Regions from separate parts of the Gossypium hirsutum genome. Here region 1 is linked to region 2. Evidence: chromatin contacts called from public Hi-C data. All regions are on one chromosome and are shown on one strand. Each heading gives the region's core, a stretch centred on a gene start, on an enhancer-like site or on the middle of the called end of the contact. The rest is flanking DNA. Distances are from core to core; before and after follow the strand shown.

What was found. Hi-C and Micro-C count contacts between places; a contact is called where the count stands out from the background.
Region 1: a contact with region 2 is called in a Hi-C map of leaf, with 2.6 times the contacts expected there. The contact joins the promoter of LOC107900222 here to the promoter of LOC107900547 in region 2. A contact is called at or near these places in 10 of 34 Hi-C or Micro-C datasets (hypocotyl, leaf and seedling).

Annotation. Positions count from the first base shown.
Region 1 is chrD06:59,665,923-59,672,204 of Gossypium_hirsutum_v2.1, forward strand. It overlaps LOC107900222 (LOB domain-containing protein 12), which reads right to left and starts at 4,980. Exons shown (of 2, transcript XM_016825913.2): 1 at 4,688-4,980; 2 at 4,064-4,601. The coding sequence starts at 4,843. The coding sequence ends at 4,203.
Region 2 is chrD06:59,536,650-59,542,695 of Gossypium_hirsutum_v2.1, forward strand. LOC107900547 (SNF2 domain-containing protein CLASSY 1) reads left to right here and starts at 2,449. Exons shown (of 7, transcript XM_016826174.2): 1 at 2,449-3,046; 2 at 3,573-3,634; 3 at 3,814-4,061; 4 at 4,587-6,044. The coding sequence starts at 3,586. It overlaps LOC107900546 (laccase-5), which reads left to right. Exons shown (of 6, transcript XM_016826173.2): 4 at 1-69; 5 at 155-1,114; 6 at 1,196-1,565. The coding sequence ends at 1,326.

The DNA of each region.
Region 1 (6,282 bases), core at 3,730-6,229, 130 kb after region 2:
AACACTCCCGGATTCGGCCATAACGTCTAGGTCGAGTTTGGGGTGTTACATACTAAGTGTCCATGAGAATATAACACTAGCTCCAGAGCCCTTCGAGTTCATGAGCATATATTGATATAATGATTCATATACCTGTCCGTTCGTTCAGAATTAGTTAATAAAGGCCACAAGTATAGAATTTTCAATCGGTTGATCAATCTACGGTAAGTTGATAACCTTACTATGAATGTGAATAATTATAAAAGGATGTATTGGTGATTAGTTTTGACTATAATAACTAAATTGAATAATATAGTAATGGAACATAGTACGACATAGAAATTATTACAAGGAAATGAAGAGATTGACTCTGGTTTACTCTATGGCTCAAATGAAATGAAGTTGAAATGTGAGAAATGTTATGAAAGGTATTAAGTTAGTTGATATGATTGGTTGATATGCAAAGTCTTGAGGGTGCATCGATATGCTTATGTACAAAACAAGAATCAAGTAATGATGCTTATATGAAAGCTTAAGGAAATGATGTCATGAGATATTGGCTCCATTATAAACTCGATAATATGATATACTTTTATGGATTAGAAGCATGTTTAATTATTATTATGTTTTGCTTTGATATTCAAATTATGTTAACACCATTGAGTTCTCTATACTCAACGTGTGGATGTGTTTGTTTCTGTATGCAGGTGACAGACAAGTATTTGATAGTTAGAAGCAACTTATGCAGCATCCAAGACTCAGTAGCTCAGTTCAAACCAAGTTTGTGTTCTTTTGCTTGTGAATGGTTAAAGCCATGTACCAAAGTTGAGTCACATGATTAAATGTCATTTTTAGGTCTTTTGATATGTTATGCTATGGTACTTGTTCAACATTTGAGTGCCATAAAGTTAAACTTCACTATCTAATTTTGATTATTATATGTATGTTTTAGCTTGCCTTATTATCTTTCTAACTATATGATGACATGATGCATTGGATGCCATGTTTGTGAACAATTTGAATGTGTTTTCACATGTTAAATGTGTGTGTATTGGCATGGTATGCTATTGGTATAACTTAAGTGACATTAGACATCATTCCCAAGCTTGAAATTTTGCATTATGGACAATTTGGTATGCTGGTCTCAAGACACTATGGTCATATCTCGAGACACAATGAACAAAAATGACCATTCCAAGCATTTTTGGGTAATGGTCTTGAGACATCAATTGCTAAGTCTCAAAACAAGTGCCCTTTAATCTCAAGATAGGTAAACACCGAAGTTAGGGGTCTAAAACATGAGAAGACTGTCTCGAGACATGGTCCCCAATTTCTTGAGACATCCACCTGAATTTTGATAGTTGAGTTTGGATTCGAGTCTTAACTTTGAGTAGGACCCCGTATAACCCCAAGATAACTTAAATGAGATTGTTAAATATCGGTAATGCATGATCATATTTGAAATTGAAAATGGTTTGAATTATGTCATGTTTATACGCTTAATTATTTTGTAAATGATTTGAATTAGTCTAAGACGTTGCTTCGACAATATAATGTGATGTCTCATATCTGAATCCGACAATTGGATCGAGTGAGGGTTGTCACAACCACAATTTGCACAATTAAAACTAGAGTCAGTGTTACAATACATGACAAATTCATAGCCAAAATAGACTCAAATATTTATTATTAAAAAATCAAAATATGCTATAAAGCTAATTAAAATTGATTAACTATAAAGCATATATATAGTTTAGTGAAATTACTTATATTACTAAATAGCGATGCAGATTTCACAAATATACTCTTAACATTTATTCATTTTATCACTTTGATTTTGTTGGGATCATTTTATCTATTAACTTTCAAATTTTAATCAAAATATTTTTTTTTTACGAAAATGCTAATTAATATGTAAGAATTTTAAAGACACTAACGTGGCAGCCTGCACAATCTACACGTACTTCATTATTGACATTAATATTTAAAAAAAAATATTTTAATGAATTTATTTTAAATTATTGATTTTTTTTTGAATATTTATGAATTACATGTAAACTTTTAGGTAAGTTGTCACATATGTGTTATTAAAATTTTAATGTTTTAGTCAAATTTTTTTATCTAAGAAAAACAATTTGACTAAATTTTGAAGGTTGAGAGTTAAAGTAATTCTTTTTAAAAAAAACATAGGATTTAAGTGATAAAAAGAAGAAATATTAGAGTTAAATTTATGATTATATTAATTTAAAATAATAGTAAGATATCCTGATAAGCATGAAATTAATGATTATACATCTCCATAATTGGATGAAAGGAGTTAACACAACAGCTGGAATTGATAAGTACTCATAAAATAAAATAAAATTTAGCAAAGGTTGACTTAATTGGGGGTAATGCATTTTTAAACAAAGGTTAGAAATTTCAACCCAACATCTGCAGGTATCCTCAAACTCAAACCTCTCTTTTGTAATTAAAAAAACAAAACCAAATTGAGGAATCTTAGGTCGGTTGTTTTTGTCTTAATTTTTTATTTTATTTCATCATCTAAATCTGAAATACTTTAAGTATGGGGAGAGGGATGGATCTTATTGAAATTTTAAAAGTTAGTTTTTATATTCTAATTTAGTCTATTATAATTAAAATATTTTTCAATTTTTGAAATTTTAATTATGACAATTAAATATTTTTATTTAAATTTTGTTATTAATTTTATACTGTTCATAAATTGTGGGTTTAATCCTTAGCTCAAACAGTAACCATTAAATATATTAAGTAAAACTATGTGACTTTAATAAATATTATGTGAAAATAGTATGATGACATAACATTACATACATATAAGTATCTGTTTATCACATAAAATTTTAAAAATAAAAAAAATTTAACAATTAAGTCGAAACTAAAAATACAATAAATATAAGCAAAATTAATAAATTGAAGTACTAAATTCGTAACTCATTAATGGAAATTTCATATTTTTATCCAAAAATCTATTTAATTATGTGTCAAACATAAAGTTGAAGAGGAAAGCAAATATATATATATAAACAAAGTTCAAGAGACACTCCTTAAGAGGTTAAATTTCTCGTACCCCCACGTGAAGAAGCTTGATGAAGTGAGATCTAGCATGGCACGTGGAAACTACATCAGCTTATATTATTTTTCTAATAATATGGATTACTAGCAATTTAATTATAGATTTTTATACATTTTTTTTAGAATTAAGGTATCTTTTTAAGTTTGTTTTATGATTCATAGAGGTAATTTTCTTTTTATTTTAAAGATTTATAGATGTTCTTTTTAACATTATAATCTATAAGATTTAAACTCAAATCATCCATTTAAAAGTGCAATATATACATTGTCAATTCACCCTTAATCTTTCAAACCTCAAATTAATTATAGGAGATGTATTTAAATTTAGTTGAACCCACAACTATGCAAAAATTATAGAATTTTCAATATAGTCTCTCGTGAGAAAGGATGGTATGAAACTGCGATTCCACATCATCTCTGTCCCTTTTCAATAGGAGAATGACAAATTAGATTTTTTTCTCCTAGTATTCAGCATTTTTAGTTGGATTTGAATTTTTTCAGGAGGAAAAAGCTGAATATCAGGAGGAAAAATTTAATTTGTCATTCTTCTATTCAAAAGAGGTAAGGATGACGTGGAATCACAATTTCATGCAATCATTTCTCAATGATATTAATATAATTAGTATTGAAGTTTAAATTTATTGGATATAGATGTTGATTTCACAATTCAGGTTTGAAGTTTAAATCATAGAGATTATGTGTTTATGATGTATGTAGGAGAGTGATTTATTTTTATGGTGTGAGTTGTATAAAAAACATGTTATTAGTATTAAAATTTTTATAATAAAAGAGATGGAAAGAAAACCCTAGTTTTACTTCACTTCTCACATGCTAGAGTTGACCTTATCAACTTCCTCTTTTTTAAGTCTTTTATTTGTTGTCTTAGCACATACTCTTGTCTATACTCTCTGTCTTTACATGTCATTTTAATACTTAAAAACCCCGAACAAACATGAAGAAATGAGGTTCCACTTTTCGGCTAGAAAAATCCAGGAAAGAAAATTAATTAATAAATTTATAAAATTTAATATTTTTAGACTCAGAGTTAAGAGCCTACCAGGATCCAACCCAAAAAAGAACCATTTGAGGGAGAGACAAGAAAAAGAAAAGAAAAGGAGAGTTTATTATTAAGAAACCATGTCTCCAAAGATGGTCTCTCTCTTGACAGAATATTGATCATGAATTACATTGGTAGTAGAATTAATGAACTGATGATGATTGTGGAGGAGAAAGGGTTTGTCATAGTGGAGTTGGTCGTCTAACAACTGAGAGGCGGTGGCACCGCCGTGTACGGTGGTTGGAGTGGGGTTGGGAAGCTGTTGAAGCATGGGGTCTTGGACTTGGTGTTGCATCTGGATGCAAAGTATCTCAGCTTGAGCCACAGCGAGCTGCATTTGAAGCTCAGAAACCTGGTTCTGCAAGAAAGATATGGCCCCTACACATCCATAAACTGGATCTCTCACCCTTGCGTTCGCTTCATACACCAAACTGCTCACTGCATCCGCCCTTTGCTGCACTGGCAGCTCCTGCTTATATACATAGATACATATATTTAAACAACAAAGATATATAAAATCTGGTGATAATGATATGTAGGTGATATAGGATGAACCTGAAGCATTTTGCTGACATTGCTAGCACCAAAAACCTTGTGAACAATGGCAAACTTGTGAGGATCATCGGAAGGGAAGTACGGGGCAAAGATACAGTCCTTAGCACAGCGGCGACGAAGCAACTTGCAGGAAGCGCATGGTGAATTTCCACCCATCTTTGGGAACTTAAAATAAAAAAGGGTTTTCAAAAATGGTGATTTATGAAGAAATTACGATAAAAAGGAAATTAAGCTAAGGAAACAGGTGATTTGATAGCTTGAAGAAAGGGTGTGTGAATAAAGGCACAGGCTTACATTAATTTAGTGGGCATGCATATTTATAATAGCCGAAGAACATGTGTGCCCCAAGTGTGCAATTGTTCAACAATGGTAATTTTGTCTTCACTCTTTATTTTTATTAATAAATTCAATTTAATAAATATATGGGTAAACTACAGTCAAGATCACTAAACTACCCGTAGATTTACATTTTGGTCACTTGACTTCAAAAAGTTACAAAATGGTCACCAAACTATTCAAAGTTTTCATTTAAGTCATTGAACTATTCGAAAGTTTTTATTTAAGTCACTGGCTATTAAGCTCTTTTTTTTTATTTAAGCCTTTCGAATAATTTAGTAACCATTTTGTAACTTTTTAAAGTTAAGTGACTAAAACATAAACTTACTAATAATATAATAACTTTAGATATAATTTACCAAAAAATTTGATTTTACAAACAATGTTGAAAACAGTAATTCTCTAACTTTTTTTTTTGTTGATAACTAGGATTAGACGAGGTGAGTTGAAATGAGTCCAAAATAGAACCATAGGGTAAATAAAAACACATGAATTCAGAAAACAAAAAAAAAAGATAAATTGACATTGGAGCAATGGAAGGAGAGAAAAAGTTTGAAAAATGAGGTGAAAGGTAAAATATCCCAGTCTCCTAAAATATAGTAATGGAGACAAGTTGGATCAAATCCCACTACAAATGATTCAGGCTTCGACTATTCATCCGGCATGACTTCTACTGATGTTTGAATAAAATAAAATTTTAATTTGCAAGTCTCAATTATATATGAGATAATTTATTGTGAATTTAAATTTTACTTTTATGATTGGGTTTGGATGGATGATTGAGTGCGGTGCAGTGCGTTTAGTTTACTTTTTGTCTCACGTTACAGTATCGTTACAGTATCTAATCTCACTATCACCACTATTTTTACACTAATCGTAAACGCATCGTCCATCCAAACCCACCCTAAATCTATTTATATTATAAATGATTTATTCATATTATTTTATTTAATATTTAGTAATTATTATATTTATATATTTCTTTTGTTAAATTTCTAAAGACATTTACATTACTATACTTAATTCATGTATACAAGGAAAGTGTTTACTGCACTACCAGTAGAGTTTTTAGATTCAAGTAGGGTTTGGGGTTGACAAATATCTTATGGGGTATAGTAAAATATTAAAAAATATTTAAGAAAAAGAGACAAATGATAAACTTTTTATGTTGCTTTTGGAATTAAAAAAAGTACACGTACATTACTAGTGTACCAAATACTAACCCTACATTATATAATATACAAAATAAATTTTACGTA
Region 2 (6,046 bases), core at 1,199-3,698:
CTCCAAATGTCTCTGATGCATATACCATCAATGCTCAACCTGGTGATCTCTACAAATGCTCCTCCAAAGGTATTTTGCTCCGAACCAATTGAATTCGTACCGCACATTCGGGTGACAAAGCCGATGTTATTAACTAATGTTTTCTTTTTTGCAGAGACTACAATAGTTCCCATTGACTCCGGGGAGACGAATCTCCTCAGAGTGATCAATGCCGCCTTGAACCAGCCGCTTTTCTTCAAAGTAGCCAACCATAAGCTCACTGTTGTTGGAGCTGATGCTTCCTATACCAAACCCTTCACCACTTCCGTCCTCATGTTAGGCCCCGGCCAAACCACTGATGTTCTTATCCGAGGTGATCAGCCACCATCTCGATATTACATGGCAGCTCGAGCCTACCAAAGCGCACAAAACGCACCATTTGACAACACGACCACCACCGCCATTCTCGAATACAAGTCTGCGTCTTGCGCTGCCAAAAAATGCAATGCACCCACTCCAATCATGCCTTCTTTACCAGCCTACAATGACACCAACACTGTCACGGCCTTCAGCCAAAGCTTTAGAAGTCGAGAAAAGGCCGAAGTCCCAACCGATATAGATGAAAGCCTGTTCTTCACAATCGGCCTCGGACTCAACAACTGCCCACCCAATTTCCGGAAACGTCGTTGCCAAGGACCCAACGGTACACGTTTCACAGCGAGCATGAACAACGTCTCATTCGTGCTCCCGCGCAACTTCTCTCTGTTGCAAGCTCACCAACAAGGAATTCCTGGCGTTTTCACCACAGATTTCCCAGCAAACCCTCCATTGAAATTTGACTACACCGGAAACGTGAGCCGATCGCTCTTTCAACCTGTTCCGGGAACCAAGTTGTACAAATTGAAGTATGGTTCAAGGGTACAAATTGTGCTCCAAGACACAAGCATAGTGACACCTGAGAATCATCCAATTCATCTTCATGGATACGATTTCTATATCATTGCACAAGGTTTCGGGAACTTCGATCCTAAAAAGGATACTTCTAAATTCAACCTTGTTGATCCACCTATGAGGAACACTGTTGGAGTGCCTGTGAATGGATGGGCAGTCATTAGATTCGTCGCTGATAATCCAGGTAAACACTCTTCTTCATCATTTCAATTACTACTACTTTTTCGTTTATGAAATAACCATTCGTTTTGATTTTTGTTAATAGGAGTGTGGATAATGCACTGTCACCTGGATGTTCATATCAATTGGGGTTTGGCAATGGCTTTCCTTGTCGACAATGGAGTTGGTGAATTGCAGACCATTCAACCGCCGCCGCCAGATTTGCCCATATGTTAAGAGAGTTCATCAGTTATCGGGCCGTAGTCAATGAAATTCATAAGCCCAATAGCAAGGGTGATTCCATTACCATTTTTTTGTTATTAGTATTTTTCTTAATCATTTTTATGGTATTGTAGCATACCAATTCTTCCCTGCATTTGGGAAACTAGTTTAATCCTCTGTTTCATTGGATAGCTTTGTTCTATTCTTTTTATTACAGAGAAACTTCTAATCATAAATTTCGAATCTTTAATTCTTATTTTGCTTGTTTTTTCGATAGTGTTTACGAAGTCAATAATCTAAAGTGTTACCAAAATCTAATTATCTTTTGAAACGAAGTACGGACGTCTTTATTGAAGCAATACAATAATTTTGTATGAATGGAAATAAAAAATAAAAATCAGTTAAATAAAATATAAAGCTTAGGAGTTAAAAAAAAACATAAAATGAAAAGTATAGATTCCAATTGCAATTCAAATTTAGTCGACTAAAAATCATAATACCAAAAAATTGTAAAGCTCCCAAATTCACCGTTGCCCATATTTGTTGTTAGTTGCAAACGGTGATAGAAGCATCTGGCGGTAAACAAGCATATGGCAAGCACCCTGACTATTGAGACCCATTTCGATCTTCCGTCTCTCGCCACCATCACTGTCAGACTTGACCCATCCACCACACCATCTCCGTAGACACTTTTTGTCGTTCGTCTTCTACAAGAAGATAATATCAGGATCCCCTTCGCGGACTAGCATTTTGTCAAAAAGAAGATCCATGTGCATCCAGACGCTATTTAAGCTGCCCCTCGTGCAAACCGACATTTTCACTTTCATACATATAAAGCTCTCTTGATACCATACGTCCGGTGACAAATGAATTAAGGAACCATCCAATTAAATATGCCATTTTATAATAATTAGAGTTCTCTCTAGTAATAATATTTACCTTAATAACATTCACTATGAAAAGTTAACTTGCAGTTGCATGCAATTCTGCATCATTTGCAGTTTAATAAAACCCTAAACCTCAAAACACCCTAAAACAAGCAAAAAAAAGTCAAAAGTTTTCTTTTTTTCCCTGAGAATCAGTATCAATGGCTAAAAAGTCTTAAAACCCAAGGTGATGAATGAAACAGAGTGACTGAACCAATCCCAAAAGAGAGAGGTGAAAGCCAAAAGAAAAAAGTGGGGCTTTAACTTTTTGGTAATGAAGTAAATAGATTTCCATATAAACTCCATCCCTGCTGTTTTTTGATTTGTTCATCTTACACGTGCTTCTAACCTACCCTCAAAAATATATATATAAATAAAAAAATCTCATTTTTTATTATCAGCAAAATCCAGCAGTTTCTGGTGGCCCCTATATTCTGCAAAACTCAACTACCAATGATCATCAATCACCGCCGTTCATTCACAAACACACCTTCCCATCACTACCCTTTTCTTGTTTCTCTTATTTACTTAACTTGCCATCCCTTGCCTGCAACAGCAGGGGCCACTTCTTAACTTTTGAGTCATGCAAATTGCAACATAAAGTCATCAACCCAAAACCCAAGATTCTCAGACATATATTTTATTTATAGAACTCCTCGCCCCCACTGTCCTTGTCTATCTTTTCACCTTTTTTTCTACCCTTTTCTCTTCCTTTGTTTCAGTCACTCACTCATTTCTTCACTTCATTCAGTGTTAATGGTTGTCTCTCTGGAATCTGATTTTGTTTAATACCCAGATTCAGTTTTCAGGTAAATGTTAAGTAAAGACTTCTTTTTCCCCTTTCATTTCTGGTTTTTTAGATTATAATCATATGGTTTTCTTTTATTGATCTTCATCTTTTTCAGCTATGTTATAATTTTATTTCTTTTCTTTTCTCTGCTGATCATTGCATGAAATGGGTGGTCATATTCTGTCAAATTATATCCTGTTTTTTTATGGTAAAGTCTGATCTTTCTTTTGCATTTTTTTACCCTCCCCTTTCCTTGTCCGTGATAATTGTATAGGATTTTTTCTTTATTCGGAAATATATGATTGATCCTGCAATTTTTCAGGTAAAGTAGGATATTTACTGGATACTGTTAATAGTTTTACTGAATTTTTATGTCATTCTTAAACCTGGACACAGATGTTTGTTAGATTACATATTCAATTAATGTACTTTTTACCCTTCTTTTCCTTATAACCATGAATTTGATTTCCAGAACGTGAAAATTGCTGCTTTTTTTTCAAGCTTTGCAGTTATATGTGATTCTGATATATTCATTTTTACTGCAGAACATATAACACAATGAGGAAAAGGCATTTATATCATTCCGAGCATCCGTTTGATGAATATCGTAAGCATTATTACCTCCTAACAATCTGCACTTTCGGTGTATTTATTTTGTCTGTTCGAATGGGAATCCGACTGCTTGTGTGGTTTCCTAGTAGTTTATCATGTAACTTGGATAACAGTAGTGTTATGTCTCTCCATTTCTTTGGTTTTGTATTACCCTGCTGATTTCTCGTGTATCAGCTTTCGAGGTCTTCGTCCAAGACTCATGGCAAGCTGTGGAACTCATAAGAATTAAGAATGGATTCATGACTTTGCATCTGATAGATGGTCAATATCTGATTGAGAAGAAACCCTTCTCTGATTTACGTGTTAAGTCTCGGAAGGCAACTTTGCCCGATTGCACTTGCTTTTTGAGGCCTGGTATTGATATATGCATCCTTTCTCGCCCTCAGGAGACAGAAAGTCTAGATGAAGAGACTCCGGAACCTGTAAGCTATGCTTTCTTAGACTGAGCAATCCAAGCATCCTAATTTGAAAATTTATTAATTCATTTAAATATTGCAGCTTTTGCTGATATCTGTCATTTGGAATTCCTACATGACTCGAACTCTGTTGTCAGTGTCGGGCATTGTTATGTCTGACACAGGTATATATTTGGGGAATCCTTGGAGGGTCATATCCCCGTACCTATGTCCAGAGTAGTTAAAGAAAAATGAAGAGTCGGACCAACATAACTCTATTCTCTATTTCTCATCCCTTGCCAAGCTCACTGGTATAATGTCGGACAACGAAGTAAATTAATTGCCCTTCACAAATTAACCATAAGAGGCTCACTGTGGGCAAAGTTGAATGCTGATAGGTTGTGTGGTTATCCAAATATTTTAATCTTCTAATTTCTTGCTAAAAGAACTATCATTTAATGCTTTACTTAGCTTTTTTAGACATAGATGATTCCTATGGAAAGTTGTGATTTCGGCATTCGGTTTTGACCTAACGCTTCTGTTTATGTGTAGGTGTGGGTTGATGCTAAAATAAGTTCCATTGAGAGGAAGCCTCATGACTCTGAATGCTCGTGCCAGTTTTACATAAACTTGTATGATAACCGTGCTCCTCTCGGTTCTGAGAAAGGAACTCTTAGCAAAGAGACTGAAGTAATAGGAATCAATGATATTTGTATCCTCCAAAAGCTTGAAAAGAATGCATGCGAGGATCAGCACTATAGGTGGAATTTCTCAGAGGACTGCTCGACATTGAAACGAACTAAGATATTTTTGGGGAAATTCTCATCTGATATATCATGGCTGCTTGTTACATCTGTTTTGAAGCAGATTGCATTTGATGTGAGATCGGTGCAGAACAAGATTGTCTATCAAATTCTGGATCAAGATGATGACAGTCCCTTAAAATATAATAATTATTTCCATGCTGTAAATATCAAATCGGATAATGGTATTTCGGTATCCAATGTGGTCCAATTTGACCCCCTTGGAAATAATGAAGCTGCCGCAGTTTATAGTGTTGATGAAACCAATCAATGGCCAGTTTATGATGCTATGAACTTGCGACGCTCTAAACGCAGGTTTGTACAACCTGAGCGTTTTGTTGGTTGCGATCATCCTGGAGGGACAGATACTAGCTGGCATCTTACAGCTGCTTGTAGAACTAGCAACTGGAGAGAAGAGGGAGAGGAACAAGAAGCTGATATGAACATGCCGCTATCACACTTGTTATGCATCAATGCAAGTCCAACGGAAGAGCTTACCCTGTCTGAAAAAAGAGATACCATGTCCAAAAGTAAGAATGTATCAAAGGAGGTAAAATCAGATGTGACGACTCCGAGGAAACCAAGTGTGGGAAATCCGAGCAGATCAGGTGTGAAATATCCCAGGAGACCAAGAGTGAAAAATCCAAGGAAAGATGAAAATACTCTTGCTATTGTTCCTGTGTCTTCGGAAACAGGTGATCCAGCCTTTGGAAACTGTCATATGCAGAGAACTCCGACGAATTTATCAGAAGAGATTGAACAACTCTCTTTGCATTATTATAACATGAAACGCTACACTGCGAACAAGAAGAAGAAAATTCCTGCTTTAGAGTATCTAGATTATGGAACTGGGTGGAAGGGAAGACCTCAACCAACGAAAGCACAGAGTAAAAGTTATAGGTCTTCTCAAACACGAATGGAAGATTTTGATGAACTGAAAACTTACAAAAAGACAACTCTGAGTGCAGGTGCATACAATAAACTTATAAATTCGTATATGAAGAACATCGATTCTACATCCGTAAAAGATGAGTCGCACATCATTGACCGGTGGAATCAGTTTAAGGAAGCAACGTCCGTGGAAATGAATAAGAAAACAGAACCAGAAGAACCACCAGTTGAGGAGGAGGAAGAAATGTCTGAAACTGAAATGCTGTGGAGAGAAATGGAAATATGTATGGCATCATCATACTTTGATGACGATGAGGT